Linked DNA regions of Gossypium hirsutum: all the other regions are linked to region 3. A link is a contact called in public Hi-C data. All regions are on one chromosome and are shown on one strand. The core of a region is the stretch at or near the end of the contact, and the rest is flanking DNA. Distances in the headings are between cores, read along the strand shown. Region 1 holds the start of LOC107950123 (protein NTM1-like 9). Region 2 holds the start of LOC107950715 (2-keto-3-deoxy-L-rhamnonate aldolase). Region 3 holds the start of LOC107950137.

Evidence for each region. A called contact is a pair of places that touch in the nucleus more often than the background predicts.
Region 1: a contact with region 3 is called in a Hi-C map of leaf, with 1.9 times the contacts expected there. The contact joins the promoter of LOC107950123 here to the promoter of LOC107950137 in region 3. A contact is called at or near these places in 2 of 34 Hi-C or Micro-C datasets (both in leaf).
Region 2: a Hi-C map of leaf shows a contact between it and region 3, with 2.3 times the contacts expected there. The contact joins the promoter of LOC107950715 here to the promoter of LOC107950137 in region 3. A contact is called at or near these places in 3 of 34 Hi-C or Micro-C datasets (all in leaf).

Annotation. Positions count from the first base shown.
Region 1 is chrD03:36,121,022-36,125,182 of Gossypium_hirsutum_v2.1, reverse strand. LOC107950123 (protein NTM1-like 9) reads left to right here and starts at 2,014. Exons shown (of 6, transcript XM_041090022.1): 1 at 2,014-2,352; 2 at 2,648-2,930; 3 at 3,032-3,307; 4 at 3,417-3,800; 5 at 3,990-4,161. The coding sequence starts at 2,330.
Region 2 is chrD03:35,385,306-35,389,606 of Gossypium_hirsutum_v2.1, reverse strand. It overlaps LOC107950715 (2-keto-3-deoxy-L-rhamnonate aldolase), which reads left to right and starts at 2,086. Exons shown (of 1, transcript XM_016885636.2): 1 at 2,086-3,407. The coding sequence starts at 2,196. The coding sequence ends at 3,239.
Region 3 is chrD03:35,760,432-35,764,534 of Gossypium_hirsutum_v2.1, reverse strand. LOC107950137 reads left to right here and starts at 1,441. Exons shown (of 8, transcript XM_016884920.2): 1 at 1,441-2,743; 2 at 2,843-3,016; 3 at 4,069-4,095. The coding sequence starts at 2,654. It overlaps LOC107950136, which reads right to left and starts at 1,203. Exons shown (of 11, transcript XM_016884918.2): 1 at 726-1,203; 2 at 481-633; 3 at 152-205. The coding sequence starts at 860.

The DNA.
Region 1 (4,161 bases), core at 765-3,264, 360 kb before region 3:
AGTTAATGGAAAACAAGTCTTTTTTTTTGGCTTATATTTCAAAAAAGCCCATAAAAAATGTAAAAAAAAAAACTCAATTAAGTTTATGTATTAAATTCACACTCAATTAATCCTTTGGTGTTAACTAAGATAATCAATTAAGCCCATTCGTTAACAGTTTTTGTTATTGACCGTTAAAATAAATTGATTGACCAATCAAATAGTGACATGTGATAGTTTTTGGTTTAATCTAATATTTTCTCATAAAAATGATTGAAAAATAAAAAATAAAAAAACCTAGTTTAATCGTTTGGTTCCCAAGTCAAATGGTCTAATGACTTTCTTCGGATCAGTACCCTTGTCGATTTTGATCTAATCGGTCCAATTGATTGATCCAGTTCAATTCAGTTTTTTATGATTTTATATAAATTTTAATACTTTTTATTGTTTTATTATTTTTATAGAATTTTAATACATTTTTATAAAATTTTAAATATGTTTTATTAATTTTATAATTTTCTATAATTTATTAGATTTATTATATTTTTGATAGTATTTATTAATTTTTTATAATTTTTAAAAGTTTAAATCAATTTTCATATATTTTTTAATATTTAAATTTTTAAAATTTTTTTATATTTTTATAAATTTTTTTCTGATTTTTATAAGTTTTTAATATTTTAATGGAAAAATATTAGATTAACTCAGAAGTTGCCGCATGTCACCATCTGATTGGTTCATCAATTTATTTTAACGGTCAACGTGAGTAATGACAGGAATCGTTAACGGAGGGGCTTAATTGATTATTTTAGTTAATAGAAAGGACTTAATTGAGTGCGAATTTATTGCATAAACTTAATTGAATTTTTTTGCATATTTTAATGATTATTTTTGACATATAAGCTTTTTTTTATGAAATTGTCTTTTTTAAAAAAAACAAAAGACCATTTTTTTAAAGAAAAAAACTCCCTTATAAGTAATATAATATTTACATAAAATTAATTTGAATTGAGTAAAATATTATTATGTTAATAATAATTTTCATTTTAAAAATATTAAAATATTGATATCTAATATTATAATATTATTTTGATAATAGACTTCAACATTAATAATTATTTTAATTTTTAAATAGTATTCTTAATATTTTATTGAAAAATATTTTTTATTAATTTATTATTATTAAATATATAAATGATAATTTTTAAATATTTAGTAATAATATTTTAATAGTGTAAATGAATATTTGTTTTCATTTATCCTTTTGGCTCCGGTGTTTTCACCGTCCAACATCATACCTATAACTTCAAATTAAGTTAATATTAAATTTATATGAGATAATATAGTCATTACTAGTTTGTCAAACGGCAATATTTCCATAATATTTTATAATTTTTATTATGCATTTTTATTTAAAATAACTTTGAAAAATGATTTTTAAAAAAATCAAATGATTACGTGGAATCATCCAAATATAATAAAATATCAAAATTTTTCTGTAAGCAATTTTCAGTCAAAGTTTAAGATTTCTTTACATAGTCCTTATATTTTTATTTTTAATAATTAAGTCTTTCTACTTTTTAAATTTCAAATTTTAGATCTAATTATTAAGTTGTTAATTTTTTTCTTAACTTTATTGATGCAATATTTTGAAATTTTAAAAGAAAATCTCACTTCACGGCCATGTTAACAATTGAACATGTATTTTTAAATCTGAAAAGCAGAGGGACTAAATTCATTAAAATAAAAGTAAGAGGAATAAAGTTCATATGTACAAAGAATACAAGGACTTGAAGCACATTTTAACCTTAATTAATATATTTTGAAGTTTAGTAGTAATTTTAGAATCTAAATCTGGTTGCAATTAGTCCATATATATATAGAACACTAGAAAAGCACGTGAATGAACCAAATAAAAAAGTTTCTGGTCAAATATCACAATATTATAGACAGCCGGGCGCACGAGGCAAAATAATTTTTTTCTTTTTTCTCTTTTAATAAAAACCAATAGAAAAAGCTTTAATAAAAACCAATATCACATTTACTTGGCTTTGCGGCTTTACCCTACGACGAAAGCGACCCGACGGAGCTCTCAACTGAAAATCAACTAATTTACCTACCTAAGTAATCTAGTTGGATAGTCACTGAAGAAGAAGAAGACAATTTTACTCAGAATCGAGATTTATTTTTTTGAAAACTAGCAAAGGATGGCAGTTTTAACGATGGAAACGTTGCCTTTAGGGTTTAGGTTCAGGCCGACTGATGAGGAGCTCATCAATCATTACCTTAGATTGAAGATCAACGGTCGTCATTCCGAGGTTGGTGTCATTCCTGAAATCGATGTCTGCAAATGGGAGCCATGGGATTTGCCTGGTATTTCTTTTTTTCTCTTTTTCTTTTGCGTAAGAAAGAAATTATTGGTTTAAGTATTGTTTTGATTCTTTGATACCTTAGCCTTAGCCAAAGCGTCAGCTGAAAATTTTGCTTTATTCGCTCAATATATGAAATTAATATACATTTTATTTCATAAATTCGATTCCTCCAACTTGCAATTTGAGGTAAACTTACGGGTTTTTTTTTTTTGAAATTCCTCTCTGCGAAAAAAAGTTTTTATGTTCCAAAATTAGTTAAATTCTGAATTTTTATTGCTGGGATGGTTGAATTTAAATACAGGACTGTCGGTGATAAAATCGGACGATCCAGAGTGGTTCTTCTTTTGCCCGCTTGATAGGAAGTACCCGAACAGCCATCGTTCCAACAGAGCTACGGATAAAGGATATTGGAAAGCAACGGGTAAGGATCGAACCATTAAGTCTAAAAAATCACTGATTGGCATGAAGAAGACTTTGGTTTTTTACAAGGGCCGTGCTCCCAAGGGCCAGCGTACTTACTGGATCATGCATGAGTACCGTCCCACTATAGAGGACCTTGATGGCACCGCCCCTGGCCAGGTTTTCCTTCTTAATTTTTAGGCTTGCTATTCTTAGTTAAGGGTTTGATTCAAATAAAAACAAGAATGACTATATGACTTGGACCCTTTTTCTTGGTGCAGAGTGCTTTTGTTCTATGTCGATTGTTTCATAAACCGGAAGAGAAGAATGATATTGTGAAGTACGATGAGGTTGAACAAACCGTATGTTCGGCTGCCATGACAAAATCTGCTCCTGATGATGATACATCATCGGATCTTCTCCAAGATACCATATCATCTGAGACACAAGCTCAGAATCCCGATACTTCCATGCGAAATGGTCAAATAACGGGTGACAGCTGCTGCAATAGTCATATGACTTCTGATGCAGAAGATCACGCAGCTGAAGAAACCTTGGTAGAAGTCAACAAGTTATCTATATTCTAGCATTGTTGCATGCATCATTGTTTTATATTGACTATACCATGACTCTTGACAAGAACTGTTTTCTTGCTTATTAACACAGAAATATCCGCTCTTGGGAAGCAATTCAGACTTGTATGAACCAAATTGTGATGAAATTGATTATAAAGTCTTCTCACCAATGAACTCACATTTTTTTGAAGATCTGCCGCCCTATATGGATTCCCCTTATGCAAGCGACTTTGGCCATGATCAAAATGGATCCCATTTCCAGGATGGGACTAGCAAACAAGATATATCTTTCCCATTGTTGGATGAGGCCTTGAATAACCGTGCTAACTTCTCTGAAGAGTCTAACAGTTGGAAAAACTTGGTTGCTGGAACCGAAATGCCCTTGTCTGGTAATGCATTCATTTCGAAGGCAATGCCACCAGAAACCTCCTATGTCAAAGAAAATGGCATATACAATGAAATGTTGCCAGTTCAGGTAAAGAGATAACTTCTAGCATTTATTTCCTTTGTATGTAGCCATTAGTTGTTTCCTGTTTGGTTTTCTAAAGCTTGAGTTTGAGTTTCTGCCTCATTTTTTGCATTTGTTTTTCACTTTGAAGGCAATGAGATTTAGTTTACAGTTGGATTCTAACTTAATTTTTTATGTTTTGAAATTCTTTACCAGAATGAGTCGGACGTTGGAGGTCCTGGGTGGCCTGGTGGGTTTGTTGATGACAAGAACTCCGTGCAAATGCTAACTTCCTTAGAGTCCAGCCTTACCCAAACTGCGCCATATGATCCAGTATTCATAGGTGGACATATTGGTGGTCCTGAAAACTATTGCGTTGGCCAAGCAA
Region 2 (4,301 bases), core at 837-3,336, 380 kb after region 3:
CGCGACAAACGCGACGTGACCGAAAACGCGACCGCGACCACAATTTAAATCTCTGGTTGTAACTTTCAGATTTTCTCATCCGCAATAGCAATAAAATATTATTTATAATATAAACCATTATTTTTTTATTCGATATAAAAAGGAAGAATTCGAATTATTTTTATAAAAATAATAAAATCAAATAATATTGTAATTGATTATAAATCTAAAAATTATTTTAATTATAACACTAATTACTTTTTATTTTATATAAAAGAAAAGTTAACAAAATTGTTGATTGAAAGACCTTATGGGAACGATATTGATAACTTGGAGACTTTGTTAGAACGTTTGAAGTTTAGAGACTAATTTAGAATCTAATTATAGTTTGAGAACGTTTAGTGTAATTAGCTCTTGTATTTATATTTGTTATGCACCCATAAAAATATTTTAGCTAGTATGTAATTTTTAATATATATATTTGGTTTTATACTTATTTTTTTTCTAATTACATTATTTTTAATTGTGTTTAAGGTTCGCAATTTTTTATCTAACTTAATTTTTATTTTTTATTTTTAAATATTTAATTAAATAAAAAAATTAAATTTAAAACTATATTATAATAAATCAATTAAATATTAACATAGCTATTAAAACTTGTGTATAGCACGAGCCAAAAAAATTAAATTTCAATCAATTAATTATCTTCATTAAATCTAAGTATGATTACTTTGAAACCAATAAATTTAATGAGTTAAAAATTTTAAAAGGTAAAGAGGAGGATGGATTCAAATATTTAGAACCATCTATTAATATTATCCATAAAAATAAAAAGTTTATATGTTAAAAAATCTTTAAAAATGTAAAAAAAAATCAATTAAGACCTTGTATTAAATTCACACCTAATTAAGCCCCAATCATTAAATAAAATAATCAATTAAGCTCCTTTGTTAACGGATCATGTAGGACATTAAAATAAATTGACAGACCAATCAAATGGTGACACATGGTAGCTTCTAGTTTAATCTAATTTTTTTTCTCATAAAAACATCACAAAATCACAAAAAAAATAATAAAAATAATAAAAAAAGATAATTTTTTAAAAAATATTTTAAAAAGTATAATAAAAAATGAAAATTGATATAAACTTATAAATATTATCAGAAATATAAAAATCTAATAAATTCTAATAAATTATAAAAGTAATAAAATGTATTTATAATATTTAAAATTTTATAAAAACATATTAAAATTCTATAAAAATCATAAAAAATTATAAAATTACTAAAAGTATTAAAATTGATATAAACTTATATGAATTATAAAAAAAAATTATAAGAACTTGAACTAGATCGAATCAATCGGTTGGGTTGATTAAATCGAAATTGACAAGGGTATTGATCCAGAGAAAGCTATTAGACCAGTTGACCTAGAACCGAGCAGTTGAACGATTTTTTATTTTTTAATAAATTCAGGCTTTCCCTTGACCGATACCTTAGCCAATTTTGAGCTAATCGGTCCAATTCAAGTTTTTATGTTTTTTTTTTCTATAAATTTTATAAGTTTATATCAATTTTAATATTTTTAATATTTTTTTATAATTATTTACAATTTTATAATTATTTTTTAATAATTCTAATACATTTTTAATTTTAATATTTTAAATAATTTTATATTTTTATTATAATTTATTATAATTTATTAGATTTTTATAAGTTTTTTTATAATTTTAATAAGTTAATATCAATTTTAATATTTTTAATATTATTTATAAGTTTTCTAATTTTTAATATTTTTTAATAATTTTATGAGAAAAATATTAAATTAAATCAGAAGTTATCACGTGTCACTATTTGATTGATTCGTCTAAATTATTTTAACGGTCCACATGATCAATGATAGAAATCATTAACGAAAGGGCTTAATTGATTATTTTAGTTAATTATAAAGCTTAATTAATTTTTTACATTTTTAAAATATAAGCAAAAAATAAAACAAAATTAAAAAAACAACTTATGTTAATATATTCACTTTGAAATTTATTATAAATAGTAATTAAAGTTTCTGAATTTATAAAATATAAATTATACGAATCCGTATTATCTACGGTAAACACTCGTCACTCTCGCATACGTCTCTTACCAAGTACCAACTCACTCATATTTTTCACTTTTTAAGGGTTTCTTCGTTAAACCCAAAGTACCCAACTACAGCAGATGGCCTCACTCGCCAACACAACCGCAGGTGCCGTTGCCGGCGCCCGGAAAATTTCCAACGGAAAACGTATTCCCATCATTTCTTCCAAATCCCTCTCCTTTCCCTCTTTCAGGCCTTCCATTTCCTCACTGAAACCCTTAATCCCCACCAAATTCTCCTCTCTTTCCCCTCTCCAATGCTCCCCTAATCCCTCCCCTTCTACCTCCCCGCCTTCCCTCAAATCTCGCCTCCGCAACGGCGAAACCCTCTACGGCATCTTCCTCCTCTCATTCTCCCCCACTTTGGCTGAGATCGTCGCCTTCTCTGGCTACGACTTTGTAGTCATCGACATGGAACACGGCCCCGGGGGAATCCATGAGTCCCTCCAAATGCTCCGCGCTGTCGCCACGACCAACACCCCAGCCATCATCCGCCTCCCTGAGTCCTCCGCAGTTTGGGCCAAAAAAGCCCTTGACCTTGGTCCACAAGGGATCATGTTTCCAATGATCGACTCCCCTAAAGACGCTAGAAAGGCGGTGTCGTATTGCCGTTTCCCTCCCAACGGAATCCGTGGATCCGCTCACACGGTGGTGAGAGCTTCGAACTACGGAATCAACGAAGGGTATCTGAGCAACTATAAGGAGGATCTGTTAATAATGTGCCAAGTCGAGACGGTAGATGGTGTAAAAAAAGTGGAAGAAATCGCCGCCGTTGAAGGGGTAGACTGTATTCAAATGGGTCCGTTGGATTTAAGTGCTAGCCTGGGTTACCTCTGGGACCCGGGTCACAAGAAGGTAAGGGAGATGTTGAGGACGGCGGAGAGAGAAGTGCTTAAGTCCGACCGGAAAGACGGCGGAGCCTTCTTGGCCGGTTTCGCAATGCCACATGATCCGCCGGAGGCGCTCGGGAAGCGCGGGTATCATATGGTTTCCGGTGCCGTTGATGTTGGGTTGTTCAGAAATGCGGTGGTGGAGGATGTTAGGAAGTTTAAGATTAGTCTCAATGCTGATTCTGATTATTCCGATGATGATAAAGATTCCGATGAGAAGTATTGGAGTGAATAAAAAATATAGATAGAAAATTTCATTTTGGTTTGCTGTTTGCGTTTATCGTTTGGTTGCAATCCTTTTTGTAAATGTAGTTGAACGGCTTGGTTTCTTAGAGGGCAATGAAATCGAGTTCCAATTCAGTTCTTCAATTTATCTATGAGACTTCAACCATGTTTTGAGTTCCATTTGGCATAACAATATTTTTCTATGAAACATTACTTTCCATTTACAAACCTGAAATGAAATTCTAAACTCTTTTCTCACGGGATTCCGGTCAATTGGTCAATTTTCCAGTAGGATGAAGACCAAGAACAGGAATAATAATCTTTCGGCCTAAGAGTTGGGCTGAGCTCGAGTATCATCCCCCCATGACATGGTGATGATCCCTCCACCGTTTCAGGTATCTGAAAGGGTGGATACTTTAGTATTTCTTGTGATGAAATGAAATCGCTACTTGGTATAACAAAGATGCAAACAATGAATGAAGTACTGTTAGCTAACGGCCGTGGAGATTAGTCGAAGAAAGTTTACGTCTGAGAGAAACATTGGTAAAAAAGTATTGCACAGAAGGTGACATCCTTCAATGCCAGCCAAAACCAAGGGATTCATGGACATGGAAGGTCATACTAATGAGCAAGGAAGATCATACTAATGGGCGAGGAAGTGATTGAAAAATAATATCACCACAACAGATGGAGTTCACAAAAAATTTACAAAACCATAGGATAAACATATTATCAGAGGCGGAATTGGACAACCAAAACTTGATCTTTGATTGAGGGTCAGGTCAGCTTCTGAATAACACGCATTTTGTAGGTTGGAATGTTCATGGTCCCAACGTCTGGAAGAAAATCTTCAACTTTCTACGGACACTGAAAGTCCATTTTAAAGTGATTATCTTTATTGTAAATCAGAGTTAAAAAAGAGAATTAACTCTATAAATCTGCTTCCTAGTTGGCAACTGGTACCATTCCCACAATGGTAGTATTGCTTTCATATAGAAACTATGATCTACCCACAAAGGACTTTAAAAGAATACAAAAATTTTCCATCCTTTTTAGATGATAAAATTATGTA
Region 3 (4,103 bases), core at 192-2,691:
TTACTCATCCGATTAGAAGATAACATGGATTTAACCAAGTGTTGGGTACTGAGTAAAAAGCATAATAAATATATTGTTATAAAAATATATAAGCAACAGATCTTTAGTAAGAAAAAGAGAGAAACGGTTAATACTATACAAATTTCCGTACCAAGTGTGCCATTATATGAACGACGGTTTGCTCCATCAATTCCATGCTTGCTTTCTGAGAAAACACAATTATCATATAAATGCTTAGGGAAAAAGCACAATTCTTTATTTCCACTTTAACCCTAGGTTTCCCGTGTTCCACTGAAACTATGTGATCTAAGAATCAAGACCAAACATGTTGCAAAATACTCTTAATTATAATCATCATATATTAGTATATACAAAACCAAGCATGTGATTCAAACTAATTTATGATTGTTTAAGTTAATTAGTACTATTGACATGACACCATATTAGTGTAAAAGGAGAGAGAAATGGGCAGTGCAGAACCTGTGCCTCAAGAGTTGCCCTATGTTGTTGGATCTCATTTTCCTTATCTCCAAGTTCTGATCTGCATCGCTCCAGCTCATTCTTGTTCTCGGCCAACTCTTGAAGCTTTTCGTGATAATCTATTTCGACGAGTTGAAGCTCCTCAAACATCCACTTTAGTCATGAAAACACAAGGCAAGGATTGAATGAAGACATATATAAACAAAGGAAAAAAAATCGATGATGGTTTAAGGAATCACTCTTACGTTTTTTATCTCTCGATACAGTTTATGCCTTTCAGGACCGGTACGAGGTCGTTTGGAATGGCTTCCAGCTTCAGCACCGCCACCTGTACCCTGCATCTTTGCTCGATGCTGTTTTTTTCCCTTTTGCTCTTCCATTTTGAGGTTTTGAAGAAAAGAAACTGATTATCATCCTAAAGAAAGAAAAAGGAATTCGAAGAAGTAGTCTAGATCTCCATTTCGCGAGCGTTTCCATCGCGCGAGCGTTCAATTGGAATTCATATTCACATTGTCTAAAATACTCAGGTATCTCACTTTCTTTTTCAGATATTTATAAGTTTTTGTGATTCTATTTTTTTTTTTACTTTTATTTTTGAGGAGTTATTATATTATTAATTTATAATCTTATCATTTACAAAAAATTAAATTACAATTTCTTTTTCATTTTTAAGACTAAAGCCTTGCTTACCTCTTGTATTAAAATGCTGCCCATTTAACATTTTGTTTAATACCTTGGCTTACAATTAGAAACTTCCAAAAAACTTGAGTGTTATGTGGCGACGAGGCACGCCACGCTTGCTATCCGACGAGATCGTCGTACGAGTATCATCGCGAGGAGAATGATTTGTCATATATGGCTGCTGGGTAAGTGAAGTGTTATTTCTTTTATTAAATAGTATAGGACACGCCACGCTTAAAGAGTAGAAGGGGGATAAATGAATCACAATTTTTCTTTTTGCCTTTAATTTATTAATTTTCATGTATTATATGTTTCAGATCCATTTATTCGTTTGGTTTCAACCATTCTTATTATATAGTTTTCTTCTAATATTTTGATCATATATTTTCTTTTTGACATAATGTTTAAAATTATTTCTAACCCATAAATAGGAGGATAATAAGTTCTAGCATGCTCGAACCTACATCCTCCTACATTAAATTTACTAATTTAGCATAGATAAATCAAAAAGCGAATAACTTTTTTTATTTATATTTGATAAATTAATTTTTTAAGAACCATGCATTTGAAAATTAATTTTTAAAATAATGACTACAAACAAAATAATTTTTTAAAAATCTACAACTTAAAATCTTTGAAGAAGATTTCTTTTATTGAATCCAAAGATCAAAACCTGCAACAAAATCATGTATTGCGAAAAAAAAGCTTTTGTAATTCAATTCTTTAAAAATTGATCGTAACTTAATTCAATGCTATTGTAACAATAAAAAATATATAAATTCGAATGTATTTAAATATGTATTTTTAATTGGTTGAAACTTAATAATAATTTTAAATTTTATATGTGATATATAATTTTATGCATAATTTTTTTTAAAAATCAAATTAAATTAAAAACCTAAAAAAATAAGAATTCATTATTATAAATATCATTATCGTAAAAGAAATATTTTGATTTATTTATAATATTGTTTTATAACATCATATATTACGCTTGTCTAAATGGCAAAAGTAATCCTGCCAAAAAAGGGAGAGACAAAATTAAATACGGAATGTTCGCGCGAGCACAGAGCTCGCGATGAGACGCGAGTTTAGTCAACCTTCCCTTGCTTAATATAAACGGGGGGAGCTGCCAGTGGCCACTTTATCCTCGTAAATCTCAGATCATCACTTTCTTTTTCTTAGCCTTTAGACTTTAGAAAGGTTTATCATTATCTATTGAGCTATCTCCCCTGTTCTTTTTTTTTTCTTCCTTTTGTTCGTATCTCCCCTGTTCTTCAGTTTTGTTCTTTATCTAGAAGTGTTGACTTCGAGTCAATCATCAAGTTTTCGAAAGATTCAGGCAAATCAAATGGTTTGGAACGGAAAATAGTTGATAGTAGATAATTGTGGGTAATAAAATCGAGATGCAGCTAAAGTTTTACAACAGAAAACAAGTCAAAAACTTAGTGAAGGTTAGAAGAAAATAGTGGTATATTACTGAAGCTCATTAATGGAGGGTAAAGGTACCAAATCGGGGAAAACCCGAGCTCAAAAGGATGCTCATAACGCCCGTTGCGTACAGTACAGGCAGAAAACTAAAGTACAGTGATTAACCCGTCATCAAATTTCTTTCTTTCCTTTTTTCCCATTGTTTATTTATGTCTTTAATTAATTAATGAGTGTTTATTTATAATTGAAGAGGAGGCTAGAGGAGCTTGAACAGGTGAAGACCAAGTACTATGAAATGCTCCCAATCTTCAAGCAGATGCAAACTGAAAACCAGCAGATGAAAATGGAGTTGAAGCAAAACGAGTCTATAATTCAATATATGCAAAATTGTATTCAACAGTTTAAGACTACACTTGAGGCACAGGTTCAGCTCTCTCTCTTAGATTATTATCGTTGTGTTAGAACAATAATTAGCTTAAACAATAATAAATTAGTTGGTCAGTAGGTCAATATATGTCAGGGTTGGCCTTGAATACATGCATATATGATCATTAGAAATAATTGTATTTTGGAACATGGGAAACCTTGAAGTCTCCTACTAATAGGAAGACTTGTGCTGATTCCTAAGCATAACCTAACAATACCCATTTTTGTTTATAAGATAACTGTGTTTTTCAGACAGCAAACGAGGCATTGATGAGGCAAATTCCCATTCGATGGGAAGTTGATGTACGGAGATTTGTATTTTCTAAACAATTTTCCCATTAAAAAAATTGCTTATATATTTTTATCGACAGGTCAACTTATTCTAAAGAAGTCTTTAAAGTATTGTCTGTGAGGTAGTTGATCGATTTCTAACAACCAAAGTTTTGTCTCCCATAGTATACCGAGAGCCAGTGTGCAGTTAGCAACCACTTGGTAGGGGGTTTTATTTCTAGTTCTATGCTGAGAGTCAACATATAGGGAGGGATTTTCCAATGGGTAGGGACAAAAGCAAGGGGGCAAACAGCGGCATTGCCGGCCCCCTCCCTTAAAAGGTAGATTTTCTATTTAGCTCCTTTATTTTTTATAAAATTATATGTTAGTATAATAGTTAAATTGGACTTTGGGCCTCTAATAATTTATGATTCATTTCTGCTCTTTTAAGTAATTTTTTGGCTTCATCTTTGTCGATGGGCTTGGTTCATTGAGTCAAAAACACCTCAGTTGATGGTAGCTACAAAACTTAAAAGAGGTATTAGTATTGTGCTTGAAAATTATTATGGAACTACTTAAACGAGGAGGACTCAAACCTCCAACTTGAGACCTATAGCCCAATTACTTGCACCCATAGTGCCACTTGAATTACATAGTTCAACAATTTTTATAATAATCTATATCTATTAGGATTTTTGCATAGCACTCAAATTTTGGTTTAATCTATGTATCATTTATTCATAAAGTGGATATGAATAATACGTTTCCCTTCCATTGCAGGGGCAAAGCTATACTTCTTTTGATGAGGTATGCCA